2 separate regions of the Sus scrofa genome follow, and region 1 is linked to region 2. The links are chromatin contacts, called in public Hi-C maps. All regions are on one chromosome and are shown on one strand. Each heading gives the region's core, a stretch centred on a gene start, on an enhancer-like site or on the middle of the called end of the contact. The rest is flanking DNA. Distances are from core to core; before and after follow the strand shown. Region 1 overlaps LOC110257572 (a long non-coding RNA gene). Region 2 holds the start of MKLN1 (muskelin).

Region 1 (2,700 bases), core at 200-2,699, 170 kb after region 2:
TAAAACAGCAGGAGCAAGACACAGAGTTTATCATCTGCCCCAGGTAAGATTATTTGAGTCCAAAGACCCGATTCCAAAACAGGCCTCCGATCTCTACGGAGCACAAGAAATATCCAGGACGCCCTGAAGGCAGAAGCAGTGTCTTCTGTTGTAGGGAGTCGTAAGTGAGAGTCTGGATCAGAGTTATGCCCCCTTTTATCTTTGGAAGTGAGTACCTCTCTGTAGCAGATTATTCCCTTGAAACAAGATGTAACCACGGGGAAGTTATGGAAGTGTCCATCTAATGAAGAAAGGAAAGAGCTTATAAAAGGGGCCAAGTTGCTCAAGGGTGTTATTCCTTCTGCTCAACTTCTTTTCCAAGTACGAGCACAGACGTCATGGGAGCAGCTGTTTCCACTGCCCTCTGTTTGTTGTGCTGCTACGACACTCACACTCCTCAAAGGCGACACTTCAGGCCCCGGTTTTCCAGCTTCGGCTTTCCCAAAGGCCCCTGAGCACGGTGGGTTCAGGCTAGGGTCTGGGTTTGGTGAAAGTTGTCAGCGCGCCAGGGGCAAAGGACTGAACTTGGGACAAACCTGTGGCAACAGAAAGCTGTTCCCTGTTGCCTGAAAGCAGTGGGATAGTGCTTTCAGATCGTGCCTGCTGATCACCCGGTGTGTCTATAGTTAGCATGGCGTTTATAATGGAAATAAATGAGCCAGCACTCAGGTAGCTAAATATAATTTATAATTTTGATGTAAGGTTGAAACATGAAAGATCATGCTTTTCCAACTGCTGTGATGACTTATACAGACAACTCATTCTAGATAATGGTGAGTTAAGCCTGCCAGCCTCTGAACATTTTTCACCCATTTGTTCAAACACCTGCAGTTGGGTGCTAAACGTGCATGTTTCATTGCTTGAACTTAAATTATAAAATCCCTAAAGGATGTTTCTGTCCTAGAGAATAAGGTAAGTCTCTTGCAGAAGCGGTCTGCCTGCTCTCGTGAGCTCCTTGCCTCTCTCAGGGCCTTTGTGCCAGCCCCTCTTCGAAGAGGCCTGCTTTGAAATTCAGGAAACTCAGCTCTTCAGGGAAAATGCAGAGGTCTGAACCCTGAGCAAAATCACCACAGGCCTTCCCTGGGGAGTCCATTCTGTTAGAAATAAGCTTAAGGCAGGAGCTCTACTTTACCCAGATTTCTTGAAGGTGATGACGAGTGTGGTCTCAGGTCTGTTTTATCAGCACAGAGGCTGCCTCTATTTTTAAGCTCCAGACATTCACCTCTGCTGGGGCTGACTCTCTGCAGCCACAGAAAATACCCGAACGAGAGGAAAATGGGCCTTCCACAGAGCAGGGCGCTGTGGGCTTGAGCCCTGTTATTTGTCCCTCCAGTGGTTCCTAGCTGTTGTGACGTCAAGGCTTCCATTCAAAGCAGAGAAAAAGGAAACCGTGGCCTCTCTTCGCATCAGTAGCCCGTTCAAGCTGTTGTTTCTCAGGCATCCACAACGCTCTCTGTCTGGCAGAGCTGTGCATTCCATGCCTGGGTGACCTGGTTAAATGGAGGAAACCAAATGCTCTCTGCTGAATGCTCTCCAAAACAAGCATTCCACCCTGAGCTCCCGAAGCCCAGCCTCACTGCTTCTGAGGACTGTAAAAGGAGCCGTGGCGAACTCTGTATTATCTGCTTGCATATTCAGCTTCTACTTAGGCCTAAAAGCAAGCGTATCATTACCAATGGCCTTCATTAATATACACTGCAGCAAGATTATGCTGCCTTTGGGGTTAATGCTACAAAATCCTTTTAGGAAAGCCAGTGCTCTGTTAAAAACCTTCAGGAATCATGGAAGTCCAAAGCCACTAAATAGCCACTTCTTCCCATCACACGTCTGCTCACCTCATTCCCCAATGTCAGGTTTCCGAATTCTAGAAAGTCTCTTGTATTTACTTACATATTAATTTCACATGGTGCATTATTGAGCATGTATGGCTTCTCCATGGATATGAAAAAGAATCTCTACTGTATGGGGTAGATCACAGGCACTGGATTTTTCCTTACAAGAAGTATCAGCTTTCACTTTTCAGAGAGAAGACACTATTTCAAAGTATCACAGAGCCACGCTTTCTTTAGGAACAAGCCAAGGTCCCTACAGCAAACAACCATCCTGTGAGACCAAAAGCTCACTAATAATGAATTGATTGCTTAACTCACATATCTCAGAATTTAATTCACTCTTCAAAGGGCACACCTTCTTGGGTTTCTCTGGCATGGGAGACCACATTATTTTATTAGGGTCTCAGAGGTGGACCCGATCGTCACTAGAAAAAGCACAACCACCACACTTCCAGAATTGTCTCAGTTAAGTCAGTAGTATACTTTTGAGGTTTTCTGTTACAAATCTCATTACCTCTTTCTCAAAAATAGCCCCTCTCTTGAACCCTTGATTGAAGGATATTTGCAGAAGCCCAAACCATTTAATTTTATACACAGGTATATATACTACATTTTATGTCAGGAAGGATCTTGATGTACAGTGGGGCCTTTTTATTTTATTTTTTTGAAATTTTTTAATTTTATGATTTTTATTTTTTCCATTAGAGTTGCTTTACAGTGTTCTGCCAATTTCTACCGTACAGCAGAGTGAGCCAGTCATACATATACACATGCACTCACTCCTTTTTTCACATCAGCCTCCATCACGCTCCATCACAAGCGACTGGAT
Region 2 (2,700 bases), core at 179-2,678:
ACAGATTTTCTTTCCAAGAGGATCGGTTTGATAATGTTTTACCAGCTAGTGCTATGAGACCAAATATAAACCGGTTCTGAGAAACAGGAAGTGAACCTGACTGGTCTAGTCTGTGTGTCCCTAGCAGTGACGCACATTCAGAAATCAAATTAGGAAAACAAGATATGTGGGTGTGAGGCAATCGATAATAATCCAGGATGCTACAACACAAGCGAGAACGCCTTTAACCAAATGCCATTCATTTTAATAACACCCTGAGAAGTTTGATTTCCACATAACATGCTAGTGATTAGAGAGCAGGATGAGCTTGAGTTCCCTAGCAACAGCATGTGCTTTTGAGACAGTCATTAGCCTTTCAGTTAATCCCGCCAACCCCTTACTGCTAATGTATGACTGACGAAGAAAAAAAAAAAAATGATGTTACAGAAAGTGCTTTGAAATTTCCAGGAGCAAAATGGAAAAGAATAATAATTTTTTAAAAAGTTGTCCTGAGAATTGCATTCAGGTAAAGAGGTAATGTTCCTCCAGCCTGCCTCTGTGGTCACTGTTCTCAGTTCCATGTTTCTGACTCCCCTCCCGGGAAAGGGCTAAAAGGCAGCAGAGGTGAAATTGTTCAGAGTTTAAGGCAGTCCCTTCATGGTCTGAAAGTGGGGGTCAATGGTGGGGCGGGCAGTTTGTGTAGGGTGGATGCCCAGAGAGGGCAGGGTGGGAGGGAACGCAAGGCAGAGTTTTCTTTCTCCTTTAAGTATAATCAATTACTCTGGTTGAAGAAGCTTGGGGAAGGAGAGTGGTAAAGAGAATGAAGCTATTTTTTCTATTGATTGTTTAATTGCACCAGAGGCTGTTTGTCCAAGGCCACTGGCCAAGACCATTATTTTCGTGGCTAAAGTGAGGTTGGGCAGGTTTCCATCCCCTTCCCTAGTTTTAAACAAGACAACCCATAAAGCTCAGCCAGGCTATAGGAATATGTGTATGTTGACTTTTGCTACTCAGCTGTACCCTAAAGCGCCAGGGCTGATGGGCTGGTGGTTCTCAAACCCTGAATCATTCATTGCCTCTAGCTCAGTCCTTGGTTCAGGATGCACAACTCCGTGAAGCCTGGGTCCACTGCAGGGTATTATTTGAATGGTAACTATTGCTGCTGGTCATCCTTATTACAGCCCGGGTTCCTTTCAGCTGGACACTGGGCTCCTTCAGTTTGGCTGGGGTGATTTCTAGTTCTCCCCGTTTCCCCACCTAACCCCCCCTTGCGCGCTCCCTTCCCAAGGCGACCACCTGCGCCACCCCACTTACCATCTGCCCCGCGGGGAGGGCCCCCCGGGGTAGCGGAGCCCTCCCTGCTCCCGGGCGGCTCAGGGGGAACTCGGTGTTTGCCTCCAGCCCTTCGCTACCGGAGAGATCAGGTTCCTCCCCTCCTCCCCCTCCTGCTCCGGCCGCCGCCGCCTCCTTCTTGCATGACACAGCAGAACCGCAGCTGCTGCAGCAAGTCCCAGCCATCCGCCCAGGAAGCGCCGCAACCGGGACTTGGGAGGGGCGGAGGGGGAACCAGGCAGGGGCCACCGTCGAAGGGGATTCTTGCCCCCACTTTGCACCATACACTCTTTTCCCAGCCCAGGGCCACAGGAACAAAATCAGGCTAAAGCCTATCAGGCCAAGCCCTTGAGGAATGCTGGGGTTCGGCGTCAGAAGGGATGGGACCTGAGAGAAGGGTGTGAAGGAGACCCCTGTAGAGGCAGGACATTGCGGGGAAAGAAGGGCAAGAAGAGGCCGAGAAGTCGAGGGCCAGACTGTGAAGGAGAATAAAGGAGGTCAAAGAGAGGTAAGGAGGTAGAGTTGCTGAGAAGGGAGACCTAACTGGGAAGGGGAGGAGGGGACCTGCTGGGGAAGGAGGACTGGGAGGCAGAATGTGGGGAGGCCTGAACTAAGTATCCAGGCAGTGCGGGTCTGAATTGGGAGGCAAAAACAGAAAAGGGGAAAGGGATGGAAGAATTAGGCATTCCATAGGGAGGGAAATATTGGGGGACACATTAAGGGATCAGAGGGAATGTAGTGGAGATCATGCATCATGGCTGATGAGGAAAACTGATGAGGTAGGAAGAGTCAGGGCAAAGCCCAAAGAGAGGATGCTCTTCCATCTCACTCTTCCGTTTCCTGTGAAGTTTCTTTTTATTCTGCCAATCCAACAGGGAATTGTCCTTATAAATGGAAAAGCATGAACTAAAACATAGAAAGAGCTGTTTGGCTTACATTTCCAGGATAAAATCCCAGGGTCCACACAAACTTTCAGGCAGAGATTTGGGATTGGGGGTTGTGATTCAATAACAGGAAGGCACTCAAAACGATGTTACAGTCTCCACACATAACTGGACTTGGTTGGGTCAAAGTGTTTGTTACATGCTTCAGTTAAATGCTAGAAATGACGACAAAGTTTTTGGTCAAAATATCATATAAAGGCATACACTTTTCTCTCTCTACACACACATATGTAAATCCATATGTAATTTCTAGTGTCTACTAGCATGGTCATTATGATTAGAGGAAAATGTGTTGTTCTGATTATTTGATTTCCCACCAAACCCATATACGCATGTTACAGCAGATCAGCTGCTTCTCACCATTTGAAAGAATGTGGTCAGAAAAGTAACACAAAAACTGCCACTATGGTTTTGTCTGTACCTTCCAGGTCGTATCTTCGTACCT

Evidence for each region. Hi-C and Micro-C count contacts between places; a contact is called where the count stands out from the background.
Region 1: a contact with region 2 is called in a Hi-C map of liver, with 2.6 times the contacts expected there. The contact joins the enhancer-like site here to the promoter of MKLN1 in region 2. A contact is called at or near these places in 1 of 5 promoter capture datasets (liver), 2 of 47 Hi-C or Micro-C datasets (alveolar macrophages and liver) and 1 of 2 datasets of contacts at active chromatin or transcription factors (alveolar macrophages).

Annotation. Positions count from the first base shown.
Region 1 is chr18:17,998,567-18,001,266 of Sscrofa11.1, forward strand. The region is part of intron 1 of LOC110257572 (a long non-coding RNA gene); the gene reads left to right. Among named protein-coding and RNA genes, the nearest start is that of MIR29B-1, 40 kb to the right of the region's middle. Within about 2 kb of position 1,450, at least 34 of the 83 cell types and tissues checked have an H3K27ac peak or open chromatin away from gene starts, as enhancers often do. A contact at or near this core is called in liver, where this site is marked.
Region 2 is chr18:17,831,091-17,833,790 of Sscrofa11.1, forward strand. It overlaps MKLN1 (muskelin), which reads right to left and starts at 1,429. Exons shown (of 19, transcript XM_021078931.1): 1 at 1,294-1,429. It overlaps LOC106506781 (a long non-coding RNA gene), which reads left to right. Exons shown (of 12, transcript XR_002340361.1): 8 at 2,684-2,700.